Regions from separate parts of the Mus musculus genome. Here all the other regions are linked to region 1. Evidence: chromatin contacts called from public Hi-C and HiChIP or PLAC-seq data. All regions are on one chromosome and are shown on one strand. Each heading gives the region's core, a stretch centred on a gene start, on an enhancer-like site or on the middle of the called end of the contact. The rest is flanking DNA. Distances are from core to core; before and after follow the strand shown. Region 1 holds the start of Rbms1 (RNA binding motif, single stranded interacting protein 1). Region 2 overlaps Itgb6 (integrin beta 6). Region 3 has its middle 31 kb from the start of Gm39833. Region 4 has its middle 66 kb from the start of Gm39833. Region 5 overlaps Gm33436 (a long non-coding RNA gene). Region 6 has its middle 54 kb from the start of Gm13582.

Evidence for each region. Hi-C and Micro-C count contacts between places; a contact is called where the count stands out from the background. HiChIP or PLAC-seq counts read pairs in DNA pulled down with a chosen protein or histone mark.
Region 2: a contact with region 1 is called in an H3K4me3 HiChIP or PLAC-seq map of the SCID.adh cell line, with 18 read pairs. The contact joins the enhancer-like site here to the promoter of Rbms1 in region 1. A contact is called at or near these places in 1 of 484 Hi-C or Micro-C datasets (the N1E-115 cell line) and 2 of 115 datasets of contacts at active chromatin or transcription factors (the SCID.adh cell line and pancreatic cancer cells).
Region 3: a contact with region 1 is called in a Hi-C map of the G1E-ER4 cell line, with 2.0 times the contacts expected there. The contact joins the enhancer-like site here to the promoter of Rbms1 in region 1. A contact is called at or near these places in 1 of 484 Hi-C or Micro-C datasets (the G1E-ER4 cell line) and 2 of 115 datasets of contacts at active chromatin or transcription factors (the SCID.adh cell line and bone marrow-derived macrophages).
Region 4: a Hi-C map of myocytes shows a contact between it and region 1, with 2.5 times the contacts expected there. The contact joins the enhancer-like site here to the promoter of Rbms1 in region 1. A contact is called at or near these places in 3 of 484 Hi-C or Micro-C datasets (the N1E-115 cell line, myocytes and nephron progenitors), 2 of 115 datasets of contacts at active chromatin or transcription factors (the SCID.adh cell line and bone marrow-derived macrophages) and 1 of 9 other capture datasets (adipose tissue).
Region 5: a contact with region 1 is called in a Hi-C map of pancreatic cancer cells, with 3 times the contacts expected there. The contact joins the enhancer-like site here to the promoter of Rbms1 in region 1. A contact is called at or near these places in 2 of 39 promoter capture datasets (liver and maxillary cranial neural crest), 4 of 484 Hi-C or Micro-C datasets (muscle stem cells, nephron progenitors and pancreatic cancer cells), 2 of 115 datasets of contacts at active chromatin or transcription factors (extraembryonic endoderm stem cells and pancreatic cancer cells) and 3 of 9 other capture datasets (adipose tissue, liver and pancreatic islet).
Region 6: a contact with region 1 is called in a Hi-C map of neutrophils, with 4 times the contacts expected there. The contact joins the enhancer-like site here to the promoter of Rbms1 in region 1. A contact is called at or near these places in 1 of 484 Hi-C or Micro-C datasets (neutrophils) and 1 of 9 other capture datasets (adipose tissue).

What each region holds. Positions count from the first base shown.
Region 1 is chr2:60,878,782-60,883,964 of GRCm38.p6, reverse strand. Rbms1 (RNA binding motif, single stranded interacting protein 1) reads left to right here and starts at 2,527. Exons shown (of 14, transcript NM_001141931.1): 1 at 2,527-2,847. The coding sequence starts at 2,779. LOC108168762 (a long non-coding RNA gene) reads left to right here. Exons shown (of 2, transcript XR_003953832.1): 2 at 1-999.
Region 2 is chr2:60,625,456-60,630,638 of GRCm38.p6, reverse strand. It overlaps Itgb6 (integrin beta 6), which reads left to right. Exons shown (of 15, transcript NM_021359.3): 9 at 2,170-2,304; 10 at 2,474-2,891. Among named protein-coding and RNA genes, the nearest start is that of Itgb6, 46 kb to the left of the region's middle. Within about 2 kb of position 2,973, at least 32 of the 459 cell types and tissues checked have an H3K27ac peak or open chromatin away from gene starts, as enhancers often do. A contact at or near this core is called in the SCID.adh cell line and pancreatic cancer cells, where this site is marked.
Region 3 is chr2:61,093,580-61,098,762 of GRCm38.p6, reverse strand. No RefSeq gene overlaps it. Among named protein-coding and RNA genes, the nearest start is that of Gm39833, 31 kb to the left of the region's middle. Within about 2 kb of position 2,837, at least 8 of the 459 cell types and tissues checked have an H3K27ac peak or open chromatin away from gene starts, as enhancers often do. A contact at or near this core is called in the G1E-ER4 cell line, where this site is marked.
Region 4 is chr2:61,059,454-61,064,636 of GRCm38.p6, reverse strand. No RefSeq gene overlaps it. Among named protein-coding and RNA genes, the nearest start is that of Gm39833, 66 kb to the left of the region's middle. Within about 2 kb of position 2,371, at least 21 of the 459 cell types and tissues checked have an H3K27ac peak or open chromatin away from gene starts, as enhancers often do. A contact at or near this core is called in adipose tissue and myocytes, where this site is marked.
Region 5 is chr2:60,698,267-60,703,449 of GRCm38.p6, reverse strand. All of the region lies in intron 2 of Gm33436 (a long non-coding RNA gene), which reads right to left. It also overlaps a transcript of Itgb6 not described here. Among named protein-coding and RNA genes, the nearest start is that of Gm33436, 8.3 kb to the right of the region's middle. Within about 2 kb of position 3,194, at least 71 of the 459 cell types and tissues checked have an H3K27ac peak or open chromatin away from gene starts, as enhancers often do. A contact at or near this core is called in adipose tissue, muscle stem cells and pancreatic cancer cells, where this site is marked.
Region 6 is chr2:61,026,443-61,031,625 of GRCm38.p6, reverse strand. No RefSeq gene overlaps it. Among named protein-coding and RNA genes, the nearest start is that of Gm13582, 54 kb to the right of the region's middle. Within about 2 kb of position 2,840, at least 20 of the 459 cell types and tissues checked have an H3K27ac peak or open chromatin away from gene starts, as enhancers often do. A contact at or near this core is called in neutrophils, where this site is marked.

The DNA of each region.
Region 1 (5,183 bases), core at 1,278-3,777:
AGTCTGTAGAGTGGCTGCCCCTGGGTCAGATTCCCACAGCTTCACCTAAGGCTGAGGGTGGAGAAGGAGGTACACAGGACAAGGCTCCGCAGCACTGAATTTTCACCCGAATAGCTTGCAGGCTTTCTGGTCAGTTCCTTTAGTTTCTGATGTCTCTTTCAAAATCGACAACAATGAAAGTGGACTTTTCTAGACGGACCTCGCTAGACTCCATCCCTATAATTGCTCATGGATTATCTAGAATTGATTGTGTATGTTATATACAGAGTTTCATATTCCAGCTATTTCCCTTAAGTTTGAATTTTTGGGTTTCTGTGATCCTATTTTGAGGTTGGACTATTAATCTTTTCTTCTTTGTATAATGGCTTATAGATCTACTTCATATTTGGAGCTTTTGAACTCAAGTTTCCTTTTTTTTTAAGTACTACATGTCTATGTTTTTTCTTTTTAAGCAGTTCATGTGAAACTATAAACAGCATGCTAATTCTTAGATTCATTTTAAGTCTTAAGGTCAGTTCTCTTAATACCTCTCAGTATTATTTGCACATTCTACTAGTATCAGATTTATTTTGCCATCTCTTTAAATTTTATCATTTAACATTTTCTTATCTCTAGAGAACTATTAGACATCCAATCGAGTGCTAGCATTTTGGAATAGCACAGTATCCAATGGGTCATGACCCAGCAAGTACATCATGACTTGAGAGAAAAGCCATAAAAAAATTTAATGCTGTTCTTCTGTGGTTTCAATTGTGGTTTCCTAAGAGACCAGTCAGGACAACTGAGGTTGTACACTGGCTTTTTCTGTAGATGACTGGTGGGACTTGTGGTAATAGTGCAGAGGGTAGGATGAAGTAGGGTGTGTCTCGAGTCCTCAGGAAAAGGCATCTTCGACTTGAACAGTTGGAACTAAAACTGTCCACTTTGCATTTGTGCTGGCTCATAGTGAGGAAAGACAACAGGTCACAGCAAAAAAAAAAAAAAAAAAAAAAAAAAAAACCAAAAAAAAAAACAAAACCAATGCATGGAGTAGTAGTAGAAAAACAGTTCTGGGGTCCCCACTAGCTCACAGCCTGGCTGTGCTGTAATCTTTAAACACTTTCAAGGGCAGATATCCTGTGAATTTTAAGGTTTTACTTGCCCAGTATGCACCGAATACCCTAGCCTTTGCTGTTTTTTTTTTTTTTTTAAGTGAAAAGAATTAGGATTATGTGTGTGTTGTGGGTGTGTCTGCTTTCAATAGGCAAGACTTATTATTTCTTGTTACTTTTGCTGGAACTCTGGGGACTTTGGAAGCAGCTGACTAAGTCACCAGCAGGATTTCTGGGAAGTATAATTTTCAACTTTGTTTTCAGAAAAGTCTCTGAATGGCTACACTTTGGCTAGAAAGTTGACGTTCATAGCATCTCTGTGACAGCCAGAGTTTGAGTTCCTTCTCTTGTTAAGACAAGCTGGGATTTTTCATTGTTGTAGCAGATGGGCCTTTCCAGGAAGATGTTAGAAGCCAGGGAAGACCTATGTATGTGTACTGTGGCTGTAATCCCAGAATTCAGGAATACTTGTCAGGGACCCCGTCGCCAATTTAAAGATGGCAACCAGCCCTGGTAACCCTATCCAGAAATGGCTTGCTTGACCACCCTCTTCTGAGGCCTCCACATCAACATGTGTTCAAAGCCTGCTAGCTACATCCAGAGAGGTGACTGCAAAAGGAGCGGCAAGAGAAGCAGTTTTTATTTTTTTTTCCACTTGAGAACAAAGGAAATTACTCCTGTCTTTGTCCCTTTCTTGCCGTCTTTTTAATAACTAGGTTGAATTCCTGTATCTTCTGTCTTTTCCAGGAAGGACAGGTCTCCCCTTTGGATGGCTTATAAGGTTTTCATTGCTTTTTTGATAATGTTGTCTTGAAGGAAAACTCTTCCTCTGTGGCACAAGAATGAAATTGAAAACTTTCCCGGGTGTATTTGGGTGAGGGACTGGAAAGGAAAACACAAAAACAAAACAAAACAAAACAAAAAAAACCCACCCGTTTGCTCTACAAAAATGTAGCATGCTTATAACTGGGGGGCTGAGAAGTGTCCTGGGAGGTAGATCTGGACAGGGAAGTGAGAGTAATTATCCGCGCCTTTTCGGGACCAGGGGCTGCTGTGAAAGATGAAAGAAAAGGCGGGCCATTGGCTTCCTATCCAGGTGTTCCAGCGGTTCCCGAAGCGATGCCCTTAAAAGGGGCAGCCAAGTGGGGTGCGAAGCCACGGCGACGCCTGGCCCAAGGGCCTGGGGTGGCTGCTCCCAGGAATGTGAGGCATGCGGGGCGCCAGAGCCAACCATTGCGCGGGATGGGGGCGCCGCGCAGCCCGGGTTGCCGCCCCAGCCCGGGAGGCCGAGCGCGGGGGCCGAGGCCGGGGGAGCGGGCGCGGCCGGGCGGCCGGGCGGGCGGGAGGCGCGGGAGGGCTGGGCGCGGCACTAGGCGGTGCGCGGCTGCTTCCCCGCCCCCGGCCGGCGCGCTCTCGGGGCGGTGGTTGAGGCGGCGGGAGGTGGGGACGCGGCGGCGCTGCTCGTCCGCTGCCGCCGGCACCGCGCGCGAACTCCGGTCCATGGCACGCAGGGCGGCGGCCCCCGGAGCTGCTCGAGAGTCGCCGGCCGCGCGCGTCGCGCCGCACTTTTAGGGCGGGAGCCGCGAGCCAGTCCCCGGCCGCATCCTCCCTCCGCCTGCCCGGACAGGCGAGAGAGGGAGTTCCCGGAGCGCCGCGGCCCCGGTTGCCTCAGCTCCCCGCGCCCGAGATGATCTTCCCCAGCGGCAGCGGCCACCCCGGCGCTGCCGGCGGCTGCAGGACGCCCTACCGCAAGCAGGTGAGGCTGCCGCGCTCCCCAGGCCTGCGCCGAGCGCGCGGGGCGGTGACCCGGTTTCGGAAGGAGGCGGCGGGCGGAGAGATGCCCGGGGGGACCGGGACGGGGACTGGCGGAGAGGTGGGACGGGCAGGCGCGCGGCCAAGGGCTCCGGCGGCCCGCAACAAGTTTGGGGGTTTCCTGGAGACCTTTGTGTACAGAGGAACTGGGGATACGTCGGGGCAGTGCTTTGCATTGCACTAGGGGACCTCCAAGAAACCTGTCTGATTCATGGGGAACCCGGAAGACGTGTGTGTGTGTGTGTGTGTGTGTGTGTGTGTGTGTGTGTGTGTTCGCGCGCGCCACCCTTCTTATTTTAAAAAAAAAAAAAAAAAGACAAAAAAGAAAAGAAAAACAGGAACTTCTGTCACTTTCTCAAGGTTTTCAGAAACACAGGGAAATCCTGTGATAGAGATACTGGGATAAGCCTGAGTCATACACACGCCTTTTCCTATTCTAATTTTGTTTCATACATTTTCTAACAGATTGAACTCCAAAGGCACTTGAAAGGTTACATCCGAATCCCCTGCCTGGAAAAGGAGTGGAACTGGCAGGTTTTAGTTTCGGTCTTTTGTTTTTAACATCTTTGTTTTTGAAAGAAGGTTACTGAAGCCATGTTGTGATAAAAACCCCACAGCCTCTCAGCAGCAGCAATAACAACAACAAAAACCCTAGCTCTAAATTATGTTAAAAATGTGCAGGTCTGCTCAGAAAAGGTTAAACTCGTTTAGAGGTCAGTGACAGAATGCTTGTTGAAAAAGAAAAGGCAGCATTGCAGATCTTTTCCCTTCGTAATAAATCTCTAGTCTACACCCTCAGCCACAGAGACAGATCAATTAAGTTATCCCAGTAATGATAGCAGCAAAATGCACCCTTCCACGTAAACTGTGGTTCCATTAAGATCCAGATGTGTGGCACTGGAGCCTGCTGAGTTCTTTGTGGCGGTTTGCAGGATTATTGTTCCGGCTGTCCAGCATCAGCCCATCTGAAATGCTTCCTCGGGGTCACAAAGTACTATTTTCTATTTTACTTTCTTTGCCTCTTTTGTTTGTTAAAATTCCCCTTTAAAAGAAGTAAATAAATGTCCCTGGGTTTCAGTGCCCACGATGTCCAAGCCACAGCCTTTCTCCTGGATTAAGAAGTCCAATCTTTGGGTTACAAGTTTAAAATCTTTACTGACGACTTGGCTGAGATAGATATGCACAAGGTCAGGATTCACGGACGGGTATCTCGAAAACTCACTTCATGTGGCTTTATTTAAAATAAGTGCCCTCAGATGCTGTGTGCCAGCGTCAACTTCAGAAGTGAGGCCAATTTACACTAAAGTATTCTCCCAAGCCCTCCTCCCCCCACCCACCTCTCTCTACCTGAAAAGATGGCTAATTATGTTAGGGCCTTGTGTATTCATTTATTTGTTGTCAAAACCCAGCAGGGTGTTAGCTCTGAAATGGGAAAAGGCTCAGAGGGTGAGGCCTTTTGCTGAGAGAGGCTGGAGGTTTGGTTGTGGAGGGGGGCACAGCCTGCTGGCTGGAGCATGCTGATAAGATGCTCTTTTCACAAGCCTCTCCTTAGACTCAAAGACTAAAAGGGCTGACTGAATCAGAAAAACAAACAGACTTTCTTTTTTCTATAGGCAAAGAAAGAAATGAATGTGTAGGCATTATACAGACACAAGACCCTGGGTACCAGTGGTATTTGAGTCAAAGGTTTCTTTTGTTAGTATTTTGCCATTCACTGAAAAAGCACACTTGGAGCGCAGGGACCTGGTTACCGTGAGTGACTTCATGATCTCATCCTGGCTTAGCCTGAATGGGAAATCTAATTAATACTTCTTATAAGATGCTGTGATGCAAAGCTTTGCGCCTTTCAGTTCATAAATGCTTTCTTCAGTTTGCCGACAGAATTGGCAATTTTCAGGCATATAATGCAGTTTGATTTTCATCTAGAAATACACAATCAGCTGTTAGGGGCTGATTTCAGATAACTTCCTTGAGGAATAAAAAGGAGTGTGAGGGATACTTAAATCACCTTTGGAACGCCTACAAGTCAGAATCACTCTTAGTATAGACACACACAGAATCGTGGTAGCTAACGATCACCGAGCACCTTACTACCTGCTGGCTGGCATTTGGAATGTTTCTGTGGATTAACTGATTTCATCACATTGGCAGCGGCCCTGTGTGGTAGGTAATATTAGTCTCTACTTTACAGTGAACATTAAAGCATGGATTAAATAACTTGCCCAGAGTCCATACCACCCAGCGTGCAGAGGCAGGACTTGAATCCTGGCCACCAGGCCT
Region 2 (5,183 bases), core at 1,724-4,223, 250 kb after region 1:
GGTGATTTTAGCATAACACACTTTGGAGGACTGAGACAATAGCTTGTTCAATAAGGCACTTAACTTTCATGCATGAGCACTTAAGTTGGATCCCCAGAAGGCACACAGAGAAGCTGGCACGGTGCACACTGCAATCCCATTGTGAAGGCCCAGACAGGCAGATGCCTGGAGCTTGCTGGCCAGCCAGCCTAGCCAATTTGGTGAGTAGGAGGCTAATGAGAGACCCTGACTCAATAAACAAAATGGGTGGTCTCTGGAACCAACACCTGAGTTGTCCTGTGGCTTACACACACACACACACACACACACTTACACAAGTGTGCCCTTGTGCGCATGAGCTCATGAGCATATATACTTTCATGTGTACACCAGACTTTGGAAGAAGCCGAGTTATTGTTCCATGCAGTGGGACAAATTATACTTCAGAAAAAAATTCAAGCAAAAGGTGCTTTTACACTGCCAAAATTGAGGGAAAGGGATAGAGCACATTATACCCCCAGTGTCATAGGTATATAGATGATAGATGATAGACGATAGGTAGAGAGATAGACAGAGAGATGCATACATACATATATACATACATACATACATACATACATACATACATGATACACACCAACAATAAAATAGGCATGAACTCAAAACTTTTTGTATGAATTGAAATATAACTCGACTTATGATATTTAAGTACTTTATTAGGTTTTATTGTTTGACATTTTTGTTTTGTTTCCTTATATATGTTATAAGTAACTGAGGAATAGAAAAAGCAAGATGAGAACCTCTCAGAATAGAAATTCAGTCTTATCCAAGATCTGACTTGACAGTCAAGGCATAATAATTCCCCCAAATAACTTTAAGGTACAACTCTCCCACACACCATACTTTAACACCTCTAAGATTTGGGGGGTCTGGAGGTATAACTCATTGGTGAGTGTTGGGGTGGCATTATGCAGGACCTATGTTTGATTCCCATCCATCCTGGTAAGAGAACAAATAGAGGTCCATTTTGTAATTAGTGAGGTCTTTACAGCCATTACGTGTCAGGTGGCAAAGAGAGTATCATCTTCATCACAATCGCGATGATTGCTATTTCAAATCATCACATTCGCTTTTGCTACTTAAAATGTTAAGTGTAGTAGCTATTGTAAGATATGCTTATAATTTTTGAACTATGACTCAATATTGAAATGAACAGTTATTATAGATGCAGAAATGGACCCAACAAAGCGGCAGAATGTAAATTTGCTATCAGTGAAGTAAATGTTCATTGCTAGGGATAGATGAGAGCCTGCTCCCCTCTGAGAGCAGCATGGGGGCTCTCTGAGAACCAAGACACATCGATGCGTACAAGTGAAGGGTACCATTATCATATCTGTACATTGTTACATATGCACCACTGGTACATAAGCAAAAGCACTGTCTTTATGATGCCAAGCTATGCAACCCAGGTCAGGAGAACTTGCTGAATCCTTCAGAGTGCATGAAACAACTTGCAGGCAATAATTGGCTCCTGACTGTCCCATGCTGTGCAAAAACACCTTCAGAAATATTGTCATAGCTTACTTATCATGAGATAGTATATCTCAACATTGACAATGTCTGAGGAATACACACATACACACACACACACACACACACACTGTATATATCTATATCTATATATCTAGATATATATATACACACATACAGTATATATCACATATATAATATATATCACAGTCCTGCTTGATTGATGAAATGATGAATTTTTATGTTCAATTTAGCTTTATGAATTTATAGTTGTTTATTTTGTTCTCGTATGCGTATATCACGTGAACATGCACGAGCACACTCACATACACCTAAGCATGCATATGGGTGTTGGTTCTCACCTTTCACCTTGTTTAAGATAGGGAGTCTCTTATTTCTTGTTAATTCGCTGCTACGTATGCCAGAAAGCAAGCCAGGCTTCTCTTGTCTCTGCCTGGCAGCACATCATAGGTTGGAGAGTACAGACTTAAGTCCTGGGATCCTCTTTACATGGGTCCTGAGAATTAGAACTCAGGCCCTCCTTCCACAGCAAGAGTTTTACGCACTAAATCATCTCCCTAGCATCAAGCAGTTTCTTCTTCTGGCTGGATTTCCTTTTTACTTATGATTTCCCTTAACCCTTTCTTGTCTACACTAAAGGAACTGCGGTCTGAGGTGGAACTGGAAGTGTTAGGGGACACAGAAGGACTCAACCTGTCTTTCACAGCTCTCTGTAACAATGGTGTCCTCTTCCCACACCAAAAGAAATGCTCCCACATGAAAGTTGGAGACACAGTAAGTAGATCCCTGGTAGATCTTTAGAAACAACAATTTGATGGGTTGCAGGCTAGCTAGCTCAGCTTGCTGAAGCTGGGTTTCTTGGAGAAGCCAGTCTCACCAGCTTTATCTCAAATCCTGCAGGTTGCTGGATAGAGGAAGCAATAACCAGCATTTTCTTTACCAGGCATCCTTCAATGTGACTGTGAGCGTATCCAACTGTGAGAAAAGAAGCAGGAACCTCATCATAAAGCCAGTGGGGCTGGGGGACACCCTAGAAATACTCGTCAGTGCAGAATGTGACTGCGACTGCCAGAGAGAAATAGAAACTAACAGCTCTAAGTGTCACAATGGGAATGGCTCCTTCCAGTGTGGGGTGTGTACCTGCAACCCCGGCCACATGGGTCCTCACTGCGAGTGTGGTGAGGATATGGTGAGCACGGATTCCTGCAAGGAGTCCCCGGGTCACCCTTCATGCAGTGGAAGGGGTGACTGCTATTGTGGGCAGTGCATCTGCCACTTATCGCCGTACGGAAGCATCTACGGACCTTACTGCCAGTGTGACAACTTCTCCTGTCTGAGACACAAAGGCCTTCTCTGTGGAGGTAGGTGATGGGCTCCTACGGGCTTCCTGCCTCTTGTGTGGCAGCTGTTTGGGGACTTTGGTCTTTCATTTCTTCTTCACATTCCTGGGCTCAGCAGTTGTTCTGTAAATATTTTCTGGTGGCTTCAGCGGGTGACTCATTAGAACTGGGATAACTGGACAGTCTCCTGCATTTGTTGCCGTTTCTAACATTCCCGTGGAGTCAGAGCTCTGTCCACTGAACTTACATTTACATTATATTTAAATATCACTATTCCCTCAAGTTAAGCAGATAAAAGTTGAAATGTTGCCTCTCTACTTGCCACCGGGATACCACAAAACTGCTTATGATCTGAATTTCATTGTCTGTCAGACCTTTTCTAAATTAAGTTGCTGGGTCTGACCTGATTCTTATATCTTTTATGTTGGAAAAAATAAGCTAATAGAGACTGCCAAGGGAACAGAATCAAGGAGAAGACACATAGATACTGAGTAGATTTGAGATTCTCTCCCTCTCCCTCTCCCTCTCCCTCTCCCTCTCCCTCTCCCTCTCCCTCTCCCTCTCCCTCTCCCTCTCCCTCTCCCTCTCCCTCTCCCTCTCCCTCTCCCTCTCCCTCTCCCTCTCCCTCTCCCTCTCCCTCTCCCTCTCCCTCTCCCTCTCCCTCTCCCTCTCCCTCTCTCTCTCTCCCTTTCCTCCCCTCCCCTCCCTTCCCTCCTTAGATTCATAGTCTTCCTGTCTCAGTCTCCCAGGTGTTTATAGTCCAGATGATTACGTCATACTTAGCCACTTACTAACTGCCTACTAATCTAGTATATTCGGTACCAGGTCAAGTGATGCTAGGCAAGAACACATGTGAGGAAAGGCCTATGAAAAGAATGAAAGTAGAAAATAGCTTGGGATTTCTTTAAAGTTTCAAGGAAAGTTTTAAATGTACATATTAATATTTTAATAGATGCTTTTGTACATATAAAAACAATATACCTTAAGAATATACTGCAGAAGCCAAGTGCGGTGGCGCGTTTCTTTAGTCTGAGTACTTGGAGGCAGAGGTAACCAGACCTCTGAGTTCCAGTCCAGACTGTGAGTTTTAGACCAGACAGTTCTACATAGTAAGACCCACATTTTCCTCTCTCAAAAATGAACAAAACAAAAATAAAAAACAAATGAAGAGAATATATTTCAGATGCTAGGAAGGTGGTTTTGTGGTTAACATGCTGTTCTTGGAAGGATCTGAATCTGGCTCCAGCGCTCTTGATACCTTTTATCATCTATATCGCCTATTCCATGGGCTCCTCTGACCATCATGGGCTCCAGAACACAAGTGGCATTCACTGATACAGACAAATACACATAAATAAAAATAATAGCATAAAGTCTTAAGAGCTAAAGAGATGGCTTACTGGCTAAGACCACATGCTACTCCTCCAGAGGCTCTTAGTTCAGTTCCTAGCATCATTTCAGCATCAACTGCCTGTAACTCCAGCTGCAGAGGATCAGAGCCTATGCTGGTACCTGCACTTGTGTGCATAATCACATATGTACAAATAACGAAAATAGTTTAAAAGTAAATCTTTTAAGGGGGGAGAATATGCTATGTTAAACATTATTCTGATGCATGTATTTAATTATAACCTATTCCAACAGGAAAGACAAATATTAACACAGTTTAAAATGGTATAAACATGGTCTGCAAGTGAAGTGTTAACTGGCTGTGGACTAAGCCCAGACACCCTACTTATCACAGGATGAAAGCAGACATCTCATCAAAACACAGTGGCGTTATCTTTACAGAAAACTAAGCAAGTCATGTTTCCAAACCACAGTGTCAGAAACGTAGAAAAGAGAACCATTTCCCCAGTGAGGGAGGTTGAAGTGGGATCAGAAGCAGGTCATGTGACAATTTTTTTTTAAATGAAGAAAATAAAAAGAAAGAAAGGGAAAAAAAACTTATTTTTGGGAAAAGGAAGGAAGGAGAAGAGGGAGGAAGGGAAGCTAGAAGAAATCCAAGAGTTCTGAAAAACACATGAAAGCATTTATCCCAAAGAAAATTAATTTCTTCTCCCTTTTCATTCAAAGGTTCACTTTCTGACTCCAGTGTGTGTGTGTGTGTGTGTGTGCATGTGTGTGTATATAAACCCACATCTATGTTTTTATTGGATTTAAGCAGGACACAGCCTGTAGGTGACAAGAACTAATCAATGGCAAAGCCACCATCAAATCATAGGAAGGATGTATCTGCAGAACCCCACACTGCCTTTCTAGTAAAAAAAGCAAACAAACAAACAAAAAAAATTGTTTAAAAAAATGCTTTCT
Region 3 (5,183 bases), core at 1,588-4,087, 210 kb before region 1:
GAGAAAACAAGTTTATGAATGTCATTCTTTGTTTCCACGAGAAGTTAATAATAACTTTCAGGGTATTTAACTAAGAAAAGCAAAATTCAAATTGACCAGGAAATCAAGCAAGCTCCAATTTCTCTCTTATATCCTCTGAGAACTGTGATCAAATGGAGGGTTAGAGAAGAAATACCCTGTTGGCAGAGTATATGTGAAAACATATCCATACACACACATCCCTAAATCACATATATGAAAAGATAATTGGAATTTTCATCAAGGGAGTAGATAGATGTTAGTGGTGAGCATGCACTTAATTCTCAAGCACTATGAAATTTTATTTTTTAAAAAGAATTTGGATTTTTCTCTGGAGTCTTTTTAGCATTTCCTTCTATAGCTCATAACAAAACAACAACAAACAAAAACCAGAAGTTGGAAAGCCACACTAACGGAGCAAACAAATTGGCTCACTGTCTCCTCGGGAGGATGCAACCTGTCTGCTGTACAGTGGATGGAGATGAACAATTAATTGATGTCAAGATCTGAATTAAGGTTGTCTGCCTCTCCCTCACCCACCATATGGTCAGTGGGCTTAACCTACTCAGACTGCCCGGGAGCATCCCTCTGATAGCCAACCTGCTCCAGTAACTGTGTAGGGGACACACTGCTTACTCCAGCTTCTGCGGAGCTTTCAATTTTACCCAGAGACACTTGGTCAAGCCTTGGTTTCCAAATCATAGCAATCTTCCAGTTCTCAGAAGTCTTCCCTTTCTGCTTCCTGTGCCCTCATCCTTTGATTTGTCCTTGCACGGGAAGTCTTGATGTAGGAAGAACTTTTGCTGACCATCAGCCATTCTTACTGGCAGATTCTCCTATATGAAAACTTAGCTAGCACATTCCTGATAGCCACATGTGTGCAGAAGACAGAAGTCCATGTCTGGTATCTTCAGCCATTACTCTTCTCCTTAATTTCTAGGACATGTCTCGCTGAACTGGAGTGTTGCCTGACCAGCTAGGCTGATTGACAAGTGAGAGTCCATGGATTCTTCTGTCCCTTCCCTTGTCCCCAAGAGAGTTACACATGCCCATCAATCGTCAAATCCAGCTTTTACAGGGGTTACTGGGAATCAAGCTTGGGTCTTCATGTTTTTCACACATTCTTTCCCAATGAAGTCATCTCCCCAGCTCCTCCTTAAAGTCCTTTAAAGCAAACCTTGTGTCAAGTATAGTGAGGAGAACAGGTCTGAAGTGTGCAAAGTGAGAACACCCATGTACTCAGCACCAGACTAAGAAGCAGAAGGCAACCACAGTCTGGCCATCTCAGTGGCCAGCTGAAGGAGCACCACTTTCATTACCCCTAAGGACACTTAGTAGTGTTGCTTGTTTGACATTTACATGAATGAGTGTGTTCTATGAGAAGATAACTCTTCCCACTGAAAGCTCTAGCTCAACATTATGCTTCTGAGATTCATTCATTTTATTGCAATATGTTGTGCCATTTTAAAACACAGTCAAGATTATTTACCCAGCTTATTTTTGATAGACATTTAGTATATTTCTATTCTGGTACAATTATAAATTGTGTGCTATGAAGCACAATCTTGTACGTCTTTTGTTTTTGTTTTTTTATTGTTTGTTTGTTTTGTTTTGTTTTGTTTGTTTTTTGGGTTTTTGGGGGGTTGTTTGTTTTTTGTTTTGTTTGTTTTGTTTTGTTTTGTTTTTGGTGAAAATATAAATAGATTTCTGTTACAAATGAAGCCAGGATTTCCCAATCAGCCTTAATAGATACTTCAAATTTATTCTGGAAAACAGTTGTATCCCACCTTCACTCTCATACCCAGTTTTCCCCCAGTCTCATCTGGATGCATAATAGCTATCATTTCAGGTTTTAATCTGCATCCCCTATAGTTCAATGGCATTGAGAGCTTTCCCATAGATTTGCAGCAAGTTAGATGCAGTGCCTCCATAAATGTATCTATTTTCTATTGGGTTCCCTGAATCTTTTCTTTAGAATCTATATTCTTGCAAGAAATGCCACTTTCTTCTAGGGAACTACTCTTTGTGTGTGCTACTAAATGTGATTTATTGAGGATTTGGGGGTTTGCTACTAAATTCATGAAGAAAATCAGCTTTAATTTTCTGTTCCTGTAACTCTTTTGAAGGCTTTAATGGCAGGGTTATTTTAAACAGGCTCCATGCAACACACTGAGCAGTGCCCCTTCTTTGTATGCTGGAAGAATTTATACAGTTTGATGTTGGTATTGCTTCCTCCTCAAATGTGTGAAATAACTTAGCAATGGAGTCGTGAAGTTATCTTCATGGAAATGTTTTAAACAGTGGACTCAATTTCTTATAAAATAAAAAGGCTCTTCTTAACAAAATTGATAACCTTCAACTCCAGGAATAGCACACCATAGTTTGCTTTCTATTGTTGGGATAAAGCACCATGACTGTGGTGGTTTAAATAAGAAGGGCCCCTACAAGCTCAGATACTTAAATGCTTAGTCACTAGGGAGAGGCACTATTTGAAGGAAATAGAAAGATTAGCAGGTATGTCCTTTTTGGAAGAAGTGTATCCCTTGTGGGGGGGGGAAGGTTGGTGGGGGGAAGCTTTGAGGTCTCAAAAGCCCAAGCTAGGCCAATGGCTACCTCTCTCTCTCTCTTCCCCTCTCCCCTCTCCCCTCTCCCCTCTCCCCTCTCCCCTCTCCCTTCTCCCCTCTCAATTCAAGTCCCAATTGAATGCTTTCTTTCATAAGAGTTGTTTTAGTCATTGTGTCTCTTCACAGCAATAGAATAGAGTCTAAGACAGTGACCAAAGTGCAACCTGGGGAAGAAAGGGCTTGCTTAGCATTATGGCTTACAGTCCATTGTAAAGTGAATTCAGGGCATGGACTCAAGACAGGAAGCAAGGAGGCAAACACTGAAGCAGAAGCCATGGAGGAGCACTGCTTACTGGCTTGCTCCTGTATGACTTGCTCAGCCTGCTTTCTTATATAACTCAGTACTTTGTACCCAGGAGTGTCATCACCCACAGTGAGCTGAACTCTTCCACATCAATTATTTCTCAAGAAAATGCCCCACCTACAGGCTTATATGATTGGGGCATTTTCTTAATTGGCTCTTCTCAATTGAGACTTTCTCAGTTGACCCTTCTCAGGTGACTCTAGCTTGTGTCAAATTAGAAAAGAACAACATAATCTTTTTTCTAAACTGTCAAATTCATTGAGTAAAGTGGTCTGTAATATCCTGAATTTGTATCTTTTGCTTGTTTGTTTTTATTAATCATTTTATTCATTTACATTCCAAATGATATCCCCCTTCCTGGTTACCCCTTCACAAACTCCCCATCCCATAACCCCCCCCCCCGAATTTGCCTCTATGAGAGTGCTCCTCAACCCATTCACCCACTCCCATACCACTTTAGCATCTCTCTATGCTGGGGAATCAAGCCTCCACAGGACCAAGGGCCTCCCCTCCCACTGATGTCAGATAAGGCTATCTTCTGCCATCTGGAACCATGGGTCCCTCCATGTATACTCTTTGGTTGGTGGTTTAGTCTCTTGGCACTCTGGGTGGTCTGGTTAGTTGATATTGTTCTTCCTATCTTAAATAGAAACATGGCCTACAGTAGTATCTGTTTTTCATGCCTAACAACATGCACGCACACACACACACACACACACACACACTTTTCCATATATAGCGCTGCTACGCATTTCTTGATTGTATTAGCCTTTCAGAGAACAGTATTTCACTTTGTTGATTGTGTTTTCTTGAGATGTTTTCTTTCATAGCTTATGCCATCTTTACCGTTCCTTTCTCCTGCCTGATGGCTGTTCTTTTTCTGGTCCCTTGAAATGAGTGTCAAGATTATTCATTTTCTGCATTCTTTCCTACTGTTGTTTCTTTAAGTATTTTAGGTGGATAGTACAAGTTTTAATGAAGTATATCCTCTTCGTCATTCAGGGCACAGTTCCTCACTTCTGCACATGACTTACCTTAGACATACATTAATTGTAAAAGTCAGAAATTGTCAAGTTAATTCATTTAAGGCTCAACTCCACCATAGAGGCAAAGAGCGGACTCTGAATTGACTGCATCTTTGGAATTGATTGAAGCTTGCTTTATGACCCAGCATATGGACAATCTCAGCAAACGTTCCATTTGTACTTGAAAAGAATTAAAATTTTGACATTGCTAAGCGTTGTACTATAAATATAAATTGGCTCCTGTGGGCAATTCTATCATTCAGACTGTCTGTATAGCCTTACTGATTGCTGCATCCTCTCCACCACCTGTTAATGATGAGTTAAAGTGCCTACTATGTGAGTTAAAGTGCCTACTATGATTATGGATTTTTATGTTCCATTTTTTACTTGCAACACTTTTGCCTTATATATTTTGAAGCTATATTATTGGGTGGCTATAAACCTTAAATTATGGTATCTCCCTGGTGCACTTATCCTTCTCCTGTATCTCCCTGTGCATTTGACCACTTCTTCAAGTCCCATTTGTTCGAAACAGAGCTCTCTGTTGATAAGTATTCCCATTAATTATCTTTTCTACCCTCCCAACTTGATCTCTCTGCATTATTAATTTAAAGCCAATCTTTTAATTAGAATTTTATTTCTTTTTTTTTCCATTTTTTATTAGGTATTTAACTCATTTACATTTCCAATGCTATACCAAAAGTCCCCCATATCCACCCACCCCCACTCCCCTGCCCACCCACTCCCCCTTTTTGGCCCTGGTGTTCCCTTGTACTGGGGCATATAAAGTTTGCAAGTCCAATGGGCCTCTCTTTCCAGTGATGGCCGACTAGGCCATCTTTTGATATATATGCAGCTAGAGTCAAGAGCTCCGGGGTACTGGTTAGTTCATAATGTTGTTCCACCTATAGGGTTACAGATCCCTTTAGCTCCTTGGCTACTTTCTCTAGCTCCTCCATTGGGAGCCCTATGATCCATCCATTAGCTGACTGTGAGCATCCACTTCTGTGTTTGCTAGGCCCCGGCATAGTCTCACAAGAGACAGCTACATCTGGGTCCTTTCAATAAAATCTTGCTAGTGTATGCAATGGTGTCAGCGTTTGGATGCTGATTATGGGGTGGATCCCTGGATATGGCAGTCTCTACATGGTCCATCCTTTCATCTCAGCTCCAAACTTTGGCTCTGTAACTCCTTCCATGGGTGTCTTGTTC
Region 4 (5,183 bases), core at 1,122-3,621, 180 kb before region 1:
GAAAATTTTTTTAGGTGCTTCTCCGCCATTCGGTATTCTTCAGTTGAGAATTCTTTGTTTAGCTCTGTACCCCATTTTTAATAGGATTATTTGGTCTTCTGGAGTCTAACTTCTTGAGTTCTTTGTATATATTGGATATTAGCCCTCTATCAGATTTAGAATTGGTAAAGATCTCTTCCCAATCTGTTGGTGGCCTTTTTGTCTTATTGACACTGTCCTTTGCCTTACAGAAGCTTTGCAATTTTATGAGGTCCTATTTGTCAATTCTTGATCTTATAGCACAAGCCATTGCAGTTCTGTTCAGGAATCTTTTCCCTGTGCCCATATCTTTGAGGCTTTTCCCCACTTTCTCCTCTATACATTTCAGAGTCTCTGGTTTTATGTGGAGTTCCTTGATCCACTTAGACTTGAGCTTTGTACAAGGAGATAAGAATGGATCAATTTACATTCTTCTACATGCTAACTGCCAGTTGAGCCAGTACCATTTGTTGAAGATGTTGTCTTCTTTCCACTGGATGGTTTTAGCTCCTTTGTTAAAGATCAAGTGACCATAAGTATGTGGATTCATTTCTGGGTCTTCAATTCTATTCCATTGATCTACCTGTCTATAACAGTACCATGCAGTTTTTATCACTATTGCTCTGTAGCACAGTTTGAGGTCAGGAATGGTGATACCACCAGAGATTCTTTTATTGTTAAGAATAGTTTTGCTATCCTAGTTTTTTGTTATTCCAGATGAATTTTCAAATTGCTCTGTTTAACTCGGTGAAGAATTGAGTTGGAATTTTGATGGTAGATTGCTTTTGGCAAGATAGCCGTTTTTACTATATTGATCCTGCCAATCCATGAGCATGGGAGATCATTCCATCTTCTGAGAGTTTCTTTGATTTCTTTCTTCAGAGACTTGAAGTTCTTATACAGATCTTTCACTTACATAGTTAGAGCCACACCAAAGTATTTTATATAATTTGTGACTATTGTAAAGGGTGTTGTTTCCCTAATTTATTTCTCAGCCTGTGTATCCTTTGTGTAGAGAAGGGCTACTGATTTGCTTGAGTTAATTTTTATATCCAGCTACTGTCCTGAAGCTGTTTATCAGGTTTAGGAGTTCTCTGGTGGAATTTTTGGGGTCACTTATGTTTATTATCATATCATCTGCAAATAGTAATATTTTTACTTCTTCCTTTCCAATTTGTATCCCTTTAATCTCCTTTTGTTGTCTAATTTCTCTGGCTAGGACTTCAAGTACTATATTGAATACGTAGGGAGAGAGTGGGCAGCCATGTCTAGTCCCTGATTTTAGTGGGATTGCTTCAAGTTTCTCTCCGTATCATTTGATGCTGCTGCTTTTCTTTTCCCCTTTTCTTTTTGTCATCTCATTAGATGAACACCGAAATTCATTCTGTAACTTGGCTATTGGGAATAACTTAAGAAGTTTTTCTTTCTGTTTTAATATGGGATGCCAGGAAAGGGACAGGAACAATAGTTTGTCTTGGTCTTTGTGGAGGGAGCTTTGGGGTGTTTGTTTGCAGTGGTAGAAATCAGTCACAAGGGCCTTAGCACCTTATTTTCTTAAAGCCCAGCCCAGTGACACAAATCTGTAATCCCGGTGCTGGAGAGACAGAGTCAGGGAGCTCCCAGAGTTTACTGACCAGCTAGTTCCAGGTTCAGTGAGAGGTCCTGTCCCCAAAATAAGGTGGAGATCAATAGAAGCCACCTAATGCTGACTTCTGGCCTCCACATCTGCACAAATGGGAGCGCACACACACACACACACACACACACACACACACACACACACACATATTGCATAGCCCACTTGGTAACAGATTTAGGCATCCTATCTTGAAAAGCATCTTAGGCATGCGCCCCCTGATCACATTTCAGAAAGCACAGATAGAAGTTCACGGGCAGAACCACAGAACACATCACCAATGATGTATTCAGTATGGGAGGGCCTTCTGGTAGAAAGAGGGCAAAAGAGTAACAGGATTTTAGGAGAAGTTGTATCTGGTCATTAACCCCACTGTTTTAAGTTTAAAGTTTATAGGAGATCCATTTAGATAGCAATTTTTTCAATGCTTAGCCACACCTCTTACATAAAACCTTGTTTTCTGGGATGCATGTTTTGCTGTTATGATTCCTATTTTGACCTTTGAAGAAACCGATGGGGATTTGTGGGGACCAAACTCCTCCCCTTGTCCCGCTGCCACCACTTGAACACATTTCTGAAACAGTAAATATGTCACTCTCTAACTGCCTGTCCCATCCTGCAGCTCTTTCACAGCTGCTTCCTAGTGCCTGGCTTCTGACCCCAGCCTGCCCTGGCCTTGGTCTGCTGCTTCCATCCTGACTCTGACAACTGCTAATGACCTCACCCCACTGGGGAGACTAGATAGGACAGTTGTATTCTAAAAGGTCACCAGTCAATGGAGTGTTTGGAACTCAAAGAATTTCCCCACAGAAAACTATCATTATAAAGAGTGATGATTCCCAGACCCATCCACAAAGGCCCATTTAGCTCACTATGGTGCTACTGCAGATGCCCTAAGCCACCTTCTTTCCTAAGTCTGTGAAGTTGGCCTGGAGGCACAGAGCAAAGAGAATGGTGGGGCCCCTTGAAATTTAACAGTCCCCATGGAAACATGGAAGGGGAAGCTCCAATGTTGCAGGAAGCTAGAAAGAGCTTGATTAGTATCACAGACTGAGTTCACCCAAGCAGAGGTGAAGAGGACAGGGAGTTCAAGACACATAGCGGAGGGCACCTCTGCTCAGGAATGGCTGTAGCCAGAGCTACAGCAGACTAGGAAGAGTCCCGGGGACAGGGCATGGGACCAGCGATCTTTTCTAAGTAGACTAACCTGATCCAGTGCTCCTCCTGACTGTCCTGTACCTGCCCTGCCCCTCCTCTGGATTTTAGAATACTCCTTGTAGCTAGAGTTGGGCTACTTTGTAGGTTCGTTCTTCTACCCCTCTCCATCCCTCTTCTTCCACCCTTTCACACCCCTAACACTAGGTAGAAGAGAAAGAAGAATAGAAGGTAGACAGAGAGAGAAAGAAATCCCCCCAAAAAACTCAGGTGTAGGAAAGGGTGCTAAGTTTTTATTAAACTACTTCCTGCTGATTAGGGACATGGAGCTCCTTTGGGCAATTTGTTCTTCACTGTAAGGATATTTAACTCCTCTTCCTCCTTCTCCTCTTCCTCCTCCTCCTCTTCCTCTCCTTTTTCCTCTCCTTCCTCTTCCTTTTCCTCTCCTCTTCTTCTTCTTCTTCTTCTTCTTCTTCTTCTTCTTCTTCTTCTTCTTCTTCTTCTTCTTCTTCTTCTTCTTCTTCTTCTTCTTCTTCCTTCTTTGTCCACAACTACTTAACAAACCACCACCAACAGTATTCAACAGCCAACAAACAACAACCCACCGAACAGTCACCCCACCACTCAGGGGCCTAGCATTTATATAACCTTGGAAGAATCCCCAGCATTACAAACACCACACACTCACAGAAACAATCAGCAGCTGGCAAAATCACATGACTGCTAGAGCATGAGGCAAATCCTAGTCAGCTGCTGTGAACAATCTGAAGCAGCCCCATAACCCACACCTGGGATTAAAATGAAAACATATTCTCACAATATGTCTGTATTTTTAAAGAAACCAAAATTTTGAATATAAGTCTTCACCATATTCTTCTGTATGTCTGACTACTATATCTTGTTTACTAGGTGCCTGCAGATTGCTGGCTTTCTACATAGCAGGACTGACTTTCTGCTATTGGTTCAAGGGATAATTTGTTTTGACTGCACCACATTCATATTATGTAAGTACACTGTGAACTCTTTCTCAGAAATCCCTCTTTCCCATGTGCCCCCCTTGCCCAGGAACCAATCTTCCTTCTGATAGCATCTCTCTGTGGTTTACTCTTCAGTGTCATAGCTGTAGGTACTTCCTTATTGTTTACACATAAAGCCTGGTGTCTAATTCCCAGAACCACATAATGCCAATGTGAAATTACACATTGTTGTAATTTTAGTACATGGGAGATGGAAACAGAAAGATCTGAAATTCAAGGCCAGTTTCAGATACACAAAGAGTACAGGGCTACAAGAGACCTGTTTCAAACAAAAACAACAACTAAAATCTGAAATGTTGGAGCTTTTTTGGTTTTTGGTTCTGTTATTGTATGTGTTGATGGTCAAACTCAGGTTTTACACATATTGGGCAAGAATACCAGGGAACTACACTCAGCCACTTCACTTCTACACAGAATCTTCAGTGTCCCACTTCCCTGGTGCTTAGTAGGATCCAGCAGGGCCTTTGCCATTGTCCTTCCTGAGAAGTTTAGGCTGAAAAGAAAAATAAAAATCCATAGCACTGTCTTCTTAGCACCTGTCATGTCTGTCCCTTCAAAGTGCTCATCCCAAGGCTACAGGTCTCAGAATCCCCAAGTGGCTGATGATCCATAGACCCTGTGGGTATGTTTCAGCCCTGGAATCCACATCTCTACAATCTTCCCATATGACCATGAGACCAATGGATCTAGAAATGCTAGCCTGGGTCACTCTGCTTGCCTGCTACCACAGTCTTTCAAAAGAAATGCCTATAGCTGACCTACTTGTGTCCTTCTGTCCTGATACCTCAAGGTTTTGGCTAAATGCTCTTTTCATTTTTCATCCAGTCAGAAGGACATGATTCCTGGGGACAGGAAGAATAGATAACGGTCTCCACCCCGTGAATCAACATGGTACCTTCTTATTGCCAAAGTAAAATCATTTTGGTGAGGGAGTGAAAAGAGGTGTCTGCATATTGATAAAATTACAGACATGGGTAGCCTCAGTCCTTTGTACTGATTGTTTTACTAGAACAGAGCCATGTGTACACATGCTCTAATAATGCTCAACCCGATCAAGAGAAACGGAAGCAGCTCAGAAAGACTGGGTCGACAGGCATTTGTTACATTAAGTTTGTACTCAAAAGCCAAATGTAATGGTGCATGTCTTTGATCCTGGCACTGTGGAGGTATAGAAAGGCAGGAGGACCAGGCTGGGCTATATAGCAATCCCAAGGCCAGCCTTGTCTCAAACAACAAAAACTGGCCCAGAGGCTTTGTGTCTGTAAAGGAGAGCCCAACATCAAAGGTGAGAAAAGGAAACAATGGCTTAGCAGGAGAGGATTTTCTAGACCCTCCCA
Region 5 (5,183 bases), core at 1,945-4,444, 180 kb after region 1:
TGCAGACCTGTCTATAAATAACCCAGGTATTCGGCACTCTTATTATTTTTTTTCTGCCTGAGTTACTTGGGGATTTCAGTTCACTCTAGTAAATGATTAGTGCATGTCCTTGTAGAATAAATGCTGTGCAATGAGATGAATTCAAGAAGGATGACAACCATCTGAGCCATCACTCTTGTCAGCTGGAGACCCCTAGGCACTCAGCATCTTTTACTCTGAGACTCCCCTACTGATGTGCCCACCAAGGATTCCTCAAAGGGAAACCCAACTAACCCTTGTTCTACTTAAATGGTGGCCACACAGAGCAGGAGTTTGACATAGCTGTCCTGAAGGATAGACCATGTCACTGGATGAGCACTAGTTCCCATGTGACTCTACAGCTCATCTATGTAAAGAGGGAACTTTCCAGCTTTGATCATGCCACATGTCAAAAGCCAGCAACCACCAGTCCAGTTTACCACATACCAACCATTTTACCAAGCAGGTCTTTGTAGACAGCTGAGGCTGCGTGCCACACAGAGTCTCAGGCAGGCTTTACAATTTACAAGTTTACTATGTGTGTTCACAGGTTTTATTTCAGTGGGGTTCATCAATAGGTATGCAAGTCCACAGACACCCATGAGAACTCAAGGGGTCTGGCCTTTGGGCTTAAATTGGAACAAGTCAACAACTAGCTGGGGCTTGATGGTGTCTGCTACCTTTATCCAAGGCATGGAAATTTCCATTTTTCAGTCTCTACCACTCTTCTCTGGTCTCTACCTCCAGCTGATCTACATGGTGGCATCCTCCAGATCCCTGTGGCCACTGGCAAGTCTCAGTAGCTGGGTACACAAAACTCCCTGCTAAGGATGTTTTCTTAAAAATCTGTTGAAGTGGAGATGGATATGAAGATAACAGAGAGAGTGGGGGAGGGGGAAAGAGAGTTACAAGAAACACAGAGGGAGGGAGGGAGGGAGGGAAGGAGGTAGAGAGGAGACAGAGAGAGAGACACACAGACAGACATTTATGTGCTAGCATGAAGTGGGTGAGAATACTACTCCTCACACAGAAAGCCATTAGCGTCCTGACAGAGGGAGGGAACTGTAAGCCAAATGCACCTCTGGAAAGACAAAGGATTGGGCAAGGCAGTTCCTGTGTCTAAGGGGCAGATAACAGAAACCACAAACCTGAGCCAGATGTGCAAGTGAACGTTTTCTAGAAGTCAGACCAGAAGAAAGGAAAAAGAAACATGAGGTACTTGTATCTCATTTGGACCAATTAAAAATGATTTGGATATATAATGTCCTTTTTTAAAGGTGGTCACACTAAACCTTTAAAATTCGATGCACAGCTGATACTCGTACATCTCCACCTTAGACTCTTCACCTCTCATGGGCCCCATGGTTGGTTACATATGGCAACAGCATACTGAACAGACAGTAGAAGGGCAAGAAATGGTTGATCAACTTAAAAGTTTTGCCTAGAAATCCCCCAACCACTTGGTGGGGTTCAGAAGAGAGCAACCCTTATTGAGTCCCAATTCTGTGCTTTATTAAAATATAATAACTTGTTTTATTGTCACTTAGGCATCCCAGCTAAATGGCAGCTAAAGGGTAAATCTGATGAACTGGGCTCACGATCTTGCCTCAATTCCTTCGACCACTGTTGTTTATGCTCAGGGCATCTCAGTCTGCTTCCTCACCTCTAAAACTCGGAGTAACTGTATCTAGCTTAAGAAGCTATTGTAGGGGCTGGAGAGATGGCTCAGTGGTTAAGAGCACTGACTGCTCTTCCAGAGGACCTCAGTTCAATTCCCAGCAACCACTTGGTAGCTTACAAGCATCTGTAATGGGATCCAATGGCCTCTTCTGGTGTGTCTGAATTGAGAGATCGTGTACTGATATATATTAAATAAATAAATAGAAGAAGGAGGAGAAGATGGAGAGGAGAAGGAGAAGGAGAAGGAGAAGGAGAAGGAGAAGGAGAAGGAGAAGGAGAAGGAGAAGGAGAAGGAGAAGGAGAAGAAAGAAGGTGTGTACCAGCACACAAGGCCTTAGGTTCATTTTAGGGTCTCAGATAAAAAGCTAATCCTTGAGACCGAGTCTTTTCAGTGGAGGTTCAATGCACCAGACTATGGGTAAAAATCCTTAGCTACTGATGATGATACTTCACTTGACATGTGTGTACCTCGATTCCTCTTCGTATTCCCTGGGGACTCTTTAATGAGATCTAGCTCCAGCCTGACTCATGCAGATAATAATAACAATAAAGATTATGATTCCATAACCACACATATACAAAGTATGAGACATTATCGCTTCTACCTCAGCAAGTGACAAAATTAGTCTACAATTTTTCCCGGTCCCTGACAAATCTTCTCACCAAGTAACCTGATAGGCTGCATGAACACTTTAATGGTTACTGGCTCAGTTCTTTGATGCACACTGTTCCTGTTTCCAAAGTGCCTTTTTCTAGAGTGTTCCCCAGTCATATCCTGTGGCCTTTCAGGTCAGGTTGACTATGTCAGGCAGGAACTCTTCTGACCTCCAGCATCTATTACCTCACACACTACCTCATACTGTCATCAAACTACTTCAGAGATCTGTTTTTTTATCTAACTACCCAGAGGATTCTTAAAGACAAGGCCCTTGTGGCTACGTGTTTTTTGTACAATACTGTACTTAAAATATTTTATTGACTAAATACATGGATATATTTCTGTGTCATGAGGCTGGGTTTATAATAGATATTTAAGTCCTGTTTAATTAAATAATTTGGGGGTTTGAAAAACTGCATAGTTCTCTTCGAAGCCACAAAGCTCTGCCATGGTTTGAAGGTCTCCAATTGTCTAATTCTCCTGTCTCGGCCACATCTCTTAGACCTCGAATGTGAGTTACTCAGTCTTCCTGAGTTTCAATTTTTTTCTTTTACATGTCTGCTTAAGAGTACTAACACTGTGTGTTATTAATATCTTCGAGCAAAAGAATGAATTATCCTGCAAAGCATATGATCACAGTGAATCAGAAAGCAATCAAACTATATGGATACCGAAAACTTTGGCCCCAGGTGAAACTGAAAAATGAAATTGAAAACAGTGATGCAGCCGTGTGCACCTCTCCTCACTCAGCAAAGCAGCACAGAATGTACAGGGGCCATGAGGAAACTCTCCATGCCCTCAAAGCGATGAGCCACCATGTGTGAGTAAGGCTGAGGAGAAGGAAAAAAATGCTCCTGTGTCTGGCAGGCCAGAGGAACTCCCAGTTCTGGGAAAGATGATCATGACATAGACTTGAGTCACTTCTCTGCAGTTTGTCAATAAAAGCCCCTAAGGGACAGTGTGGACTTTAGAGATAACGTCATGATGACATTCAGGGATCTGTAAGTTCCTGGGGCTCCCATAAGGTTCTGTTCTCCATCTTCACCCTTTTGGAGGTTTTCATGGAGTTGGGAAATTAGCAAACACAGTGAAATGGTGACTGTTGGCAAAGCAAGGCTCCCTTTGAAAGTCTGAGTTTGAGGCCCTTAGAGACTGGATTGAAGGTTTTCATGAGAGCAGGCCTTCAGGTTTATACTTAATTGTTCTGATATGAGACTGCTATCAGAATACACACACACACACACACACACACACACACACACACACACACACACACACCAGCCAGTTCCGCCCTCAGCTGTCACCCTTGTTGCTACTGATAGTTCATCAGGGGAAAAACAGAACATTTGGCCATGTGAGTGTACTACACTCTCCTCCTTCGGCTGCTTGCAAGAGCCTCCTTTGCTCTTCAAGACTGTAATTTAAAATATTTGAAACCGAAGGATTCATCTGGCAGTGAGGGTGGGGAGGGCATCCTCTCATTTCTGTTGGATGGACCACTGTCTAGGCAGCTTGGTGACCACCTAGTCCAGACTACCTGCACCTGAGCAGGCAGGAGCTTCTGCGGTCCATTCTTGTCATCTAGAGATTCTGGAATCTTCTCTCTCCTCCAGGGCATGTGACCTATCAGTAAGTCCAGGCAGCCCGACCTGTGGAGACCCCAAGGCTGTCTGTGTTCTCCCGGATGGATAGGACCACCCTGTACTAGTTGCTGTCTTTCTTCCATTCAGCTGCAGCTGAGTTCTGCCTTGCCCCTCCCTAGACTCCATCCTCAGGGACTCCTCTGTCATCGCTCTAGCTGCTCCCAGACTGCTTGCTCTCCATGCTCCTTTCTCTGCAATTCTCTTTCCTCTGATCTTTGCCTGGTTGGATCTCCTTCAATCTAATTTTATCACTTACTCAAGGATGTCTTACCTGGCATTCTGCTTGAAGGACTCATCTAGATACCCCTTATTATATCACCCCAAATCAATTGTCTGCAAATATTTTACTATTAATTTTCTTATTGATTAATTTGTTTACCATTTATCTCTTCCTATTTAGATATTGTCTAGGAAAAAAAAACTCCATGGAAATTATATATACCATTGTGGCCTAGGCTGGTCTAGAACTAAATGTAGCTCAGGCTAGCCTGGAACTCACTATGTAACCTAAGCTGGCCTCAAACTCACAGCAATCCCCCATCTCGGTCTCCTGAGTGCTGGAATGATTGGCATAGCTGCCACACTTACCTCACTAAGCATCTTATTGGTCAGTGGGCTATTAGATGGCCAGTAGCCATTCCACAGTATCTGTGGGGCATTAGACAAAGGTCTAACCTCTTATGATCCAGAGTTGGCCACTTGCAGCAGTTATAACTTTCAACTTTTACTTTAACTCATTCAACCCTTGTAGGACCATTCGAAAAGAAGTCGATGGCCTTGCTGCAGAGACGCTGTAAGCTGCATTCTACCTAATGCTAGGAAAATGAGTTCACTTCCTGGAGGGGCAAGGCTTCTCTTCTAGCAGAGAGAGTGCTGGGTGGAAATAAGACCCAGAAGCCTGGGATTCATCCACAGTCTCAGCGCAGCTGCCAGAGAGGTCAAACTTGTCCTTTAGCTAGTCAGGAGGATCTGGCAAGTGGGGGATGGGCCCTAAGGAAGAATGGGGGCAGTTGGGGCAGGATTAGGGAGGGTGGCCCAGCAAGACTTGGGCCCTAGCTGAGACTAAAGCCAGAGCCAGAAGCCAAAGCCCAGCAGCTTTGGGATTCCAACTATGAAAGGCAAGCAGAGCAAGTGGGTGAGGGTGCTTTTCCCAGCAGGCAAAAGGGTCATGGTTAGAGCAAGGA
Region 6 (5,183 bases), core at 1,591-4,090, 150 kb before region 1:
GAGATGTGATGAGCTAACAAGTTGAATTCCCTGGTGCCATGCTCTATAAAGTGAACAAATCTATGAAACATTTTTACCAATAATGTTTAACTCACATTTAATTGGTCAGGTTTTATATCCAAAATTCATATTATTAAAAATATACAGAGTTTAGAAAGACATTCAGGATCACAAAGAAAAAAAATTAAAGACTTCAGGGATATTCTAGGAAAAAAAAAAAAAACCAAAATCCTGGTCCGGTCACCTCGTCCAGTCAATATTACAGATCTGATAGAAACTAAGAGAGACTGAAGGCACAACACTCACATGCAACACGTGAACTTTGGTTGGATTTATTTAAAAGAAATCACTGTGAAAAGCCATTTAGGGAACAAGTGGGGACATGCAATAATGAACAGAGGCATTACTGTGTATTATTAATTTTTTTAAGTTGCCGGAATGCTAAGGTTTCCAGACGAACATCCTTACTTCTTAAAAAACAAGCTAAATAATTTAAGGATTGTGTAATTCGGAATCAAGAAAACAGAGATGGTATATGCCACCACCAGAGAGAGAGAGAGAGAGAGAGAGAGAGAGCGGGGTGGGGGTGGGGGGGATTCAAAAGAGGAAGGGATTTAGATGAAGCTTAATATCTCCTTCCCAGCCACTGTCTGTCAAGAGACTCACTGAAGTGGATGGTGAATACTAATTTTGAACTTCCTATGAGAAGCACATGAAGCCACAGCAGTCCCTGCTGATGCTCTGCATGAAGAGAGGAAGGGTAGGGATCAGTGGTGGGAACACGGACAAGGTTTTGCCATGAAGCGAAGCAATCTTGACCCATGGCAACATGTGTTTGCTATTGAATAAGGGGCTCTAGTCTAAGTGTTTTTAACTTGAATATGGAAGTGGGGAGGACAGAGACAGAAACACAGGAACAGACAGACAGACTGACAGAGAAACACAGACAGATTTATTCCTGGACTGACAGATATTACTGTGCTTCAGCAGTTGGGACATTAATGAGCTATCAGAGTCTGAAGAAGATGTCTACAGCTACATGTTGTCAGAAAGCCCTTAAACAGAAAAGATCAGAAGCCTAGAATGAAAGTACCCAAGATTTTGTGTCTTACTCCACATGTCCTGCGCAAACGCCAGCCTGTTGCTCTGAGGAAAGAGGGGTACTAAGAAAATAGCGAGAAGATTGTAGAATATGATAAACTTTGGGTCAATAGAGTGAAGGAAGCCAAAGAAAAATCCTGGGAGCAGATTGCCAAGAGACTTAGACTGTCTGTCTTGTCTGAGGGCTTCTCAGTCTGTCAAATCTAAGAGTCTTTAGGGGGAACAATAAATGAGCAGACCTTGAAAATTAAAAACGAGAGAGTGTGGGAGAGAAGGGGGAAGGGATTCTACCCAGAATACAGATAAATGGCTAAAAGGGGTGTGAAGAGTTAAAGAAGACAGAAAGACTACTCAGAATTTTTCAAAAACTAATCTATGTGGTTAGCATAGGAGGGGCATTGCAGAGCCCCTGGCCTGTGGAAGAGGGGCCCACAGAAATAAGCAGAGGCACTTCAGAAGCACTTGGAATTTGTTGGAAAAAAAAAAAGAAAACAGAAAAAAACTACCAAAACCCAAATGGCTTGCAGGCCATAAGAGAGACAGAGAAAGACAGACACACAGAGAGAAACAGAGACAGGGGTAGAGAGGCAGAGGCAGACACAGACAGAGAACACGCAAGGGCTAGGAAATATAGCCACCGCCAGCAGCTCTCTAAGGAGCTTCAGGGGAGAACAGGGAGGAATCAATCACACAGATGAATGACCAACACTGGGGAAAGCTGTCTGGATGGCTGCCATGTGTTTTCCAATAACTCAGAAAACAAAATATGTATCAATGCTCAAATATATATGAGGCAAATTTGATGAAATGTTGACTCTCGGTGGGAATTTGGATGCTCCTTATTGGATGTTATCATTAGTTATAATAGTCTTTCTTTTAGGTTTTCTGCATGTTTGAAAGTTTCTCAAAATAGTAAAAAGCGTGTTATACTCCTTCATGAATGATCATAGAAACCAACATGATTGTGACCATGAAAACAGTAAAAGAAGACATACATTAAATTGAGCAGTTTTTCAACAAATCCCTGAAACTGAAATGGGGAAAATGTGGACCAAAATACCACATTTTATTTTGTTTCTGCCTCTACACATTCCGAGTTTGATTTGTGTACTTGCTATTCTCCCAGGGACATCTCTGTTGTCAGCCCCACAACACTTACCTCATTTGCAAACATCAAGAAAGCTAGGAAGAGAAACAGACATGGTTCAGTCAACAAAGTACATGTTGCACAAACATGAAGGCCTGAGTTCGAATCCCCAACACCCACATGAAAAGCCAAGTGTGGTAGTGCGCATGTGTAATCCCTGTCCTGGAGACACAGAGCTTGGCAGATCCCTGATGCTCACTGGCTAGTCAACCTACCCTAATCCTTCCTTCCAAGTTAAGTGATAGACCTTGTCTCAGAAAAACAAGGCAGATGCCTCCTGAGGAAAGAAAGCTGAGGTCGTCCTATAGTCTACACACACATGTGCAGTGTCACATACACAAACACATGCACATATACCATACAAATAGACACACAGAGAGAGAAGGGAGGATAGCAATTGAAGATATCCAGTGCCCTCTGACCTCCACACCTCATGAACTTGGATGCACCAACACCTGCCACTGTCTCCTGCACACAAAATTTTGATAGAATGAATGAGGATAGCTTTAAACTGGTGTTAATCCTTCATCTGCTCTACTTTAAGGAAACAATTTAGTTGGGAAACACTTTTACAACCACTTACAACACACCAATGTATTGTGACATTAGAATTGAGAAACCTTGAGGTAGAAACAGCTTTATAATTGCAGAGTCACAGCCATGAGGGAGATTCTCTCCCTGAGCTGATCATTAATGCACAGGTGTCACCTGAGCAGGGGTGCAGGGGGTGCAAGGGGGCTCCTGGTGACGCTTGGGAGCTTTTTGCCTTACTCCGGCTCTATCCAGTGTTAGCATTTGGTCAAGACTTGGGATGAGTATAGGATGCTGTACACACACAATCAGACAGCTTGAATCCACTCTCTGGCTCTCGCACTAATGATCTGCATAATGTCTGCAGGACATTTCATCTGTCATTAAGTGCCTCTGTTTCAGGTTCATCAATCAATGAATTATAACAGCTGAGTGAGTCCATATATGGGAAGCAGCTGAATCATATTTTTCACAGAGTAACTTAAAAAATGTTGCTTATTACTAGGGGGTGTGACTATATTCTACAGTAGGAGTATGAGCTGTATTAAAGTAATTGATACAATCCAGGGGACCATACTTGTGGGATAGGGTTACAAAGGCATCTATAATATTTAAGGCTATATTCATTTCAGTTGTTACTGGAATGCACAGAACAAACTTAGCCATTCTAAATGCACACTTCAGTGATGGTAAGTAAATTATATTATTTTGCTACATCATGATCATCTATCTCCAGAATTCTCCCCACCTAATAAAACTGACTTCCTATACCTATTGGACAATAACTCCTATTGCCACCAGCCCCAACAACTACATTCTTCTTTCTGGTTCTTCTATTTTAACTACTTCAAGAACCTTGCACAGTACTTTTGTGCCTGGGACTGGGCCTATTTCACAACATCATTTCCTCCAGAGCCATCCATGTTGGAGCATACATCAGAATTCCTTTCCTTCCAAAGGCTGAATCATGCCCCATGATTACAATAACACGCTTTCTTATCCACTCCTCCAGCAACGGCACTTGGATTGGTTTCACATTTTAGCTACATGAATGATGCTATGAACGGAGATCTTTAAATATCCCAAGTGGAATTCTCATTTTAATTATTTTGAGTATATACTCCGAGTGAAAATGGTGGATCATGTGGGAAGTTGGTCTTCTTAACGTCTTAAGGAAATTCTATTGCTTTTGACAAAGATGATGCAATTTTATATTCCTACCAACAGCATGAAAAAAAGTTACAGGTACCCCTCCCCCTCTCTCCCGCATTTCTTTTGCTGATGTTTCTGTGATGTGGTATTTTTGTCCTGTTGCTGTTTTAACTTAGGTTAACTTTACATCCCGCGTGTTAGACACTTGTTTCTCTTCTTCGGTGAATTGCGCGGTGATGTCCTTTCTGGATTTGGTTGTGTTAGTTGTTGAGAAGTCTGTGTTGATGGAACATTCACCACTGGGCTGAGGTTCATGAATGTTACCTACTCTCTTCGCTCAAGCAGTTATCAGACTCCAAGCAGCCTGGACTTCACAGTATCGTCTCAAAGTATCAGAGACAAATTAAAACCTGTTGGACACAGAGTGGAGATTCGGGAACTATTGACAGAATTAGACAAAATCGGACTGTCTAAAAACTAAACAAGCTGTCGGGTAGAATTTTGAACTTGCTTTTCATGATGCCTATTGATTTCTATAGTAAAATGAGTAGATTTTTTTTAACACAACAGAGTCCATGTAATAAAAGTGTGTCTGATGTTTGTGGGCCACCGAGCTGGTAAAGACACCTTCTGTCAAGCCTGATGGCACAAGTTCTAAAGAACTGGTTTTTAAAAGTTGTGTGCAACACGTGCACGTGTGCACACGCGCGCGGGCGCACACACACACACACACACAGAAGGGTGAAATAGAGATGATATAGATAGATAGACGGACAGACAGACAGACAGACAGGCAGGCAGACAGACCAATGGGCAGATTGGCTGTTCTCTGTGTCCTCATAAGTAGGCTTGGGAAAGCTTTTTTGACATATGCTAAGTTCCCTGGCCCTGCAACTGTAAAGTATTATACATCAAGATGACCACATGGCAAGTCTGTGATTATCTCTTAACCCTCTGATGTGATTGGATTAAATGTCTTTTTGAGATTAACCTCCAGAAATCTTAAGATTTTTATCTAATGAAATTGTGAGAATTCTGGATTTTTTTTCCTTCCTAAATACATACTTAACTATTTCCCAAATGGCTACCTCTTAAGCTCTTATTGGGTTTTTTCAGGCTCTGGGCCAAAGAGACTGCATTTCTTTCTTTTTTTCTTCCTTACCAAATAAGTTAAATACTCAGTGTGCTCATTTTTTTAAGGAAATGAAGTTGAAATGATTAAACAGGAAATGTGCACTTAGCTCCTAATGTT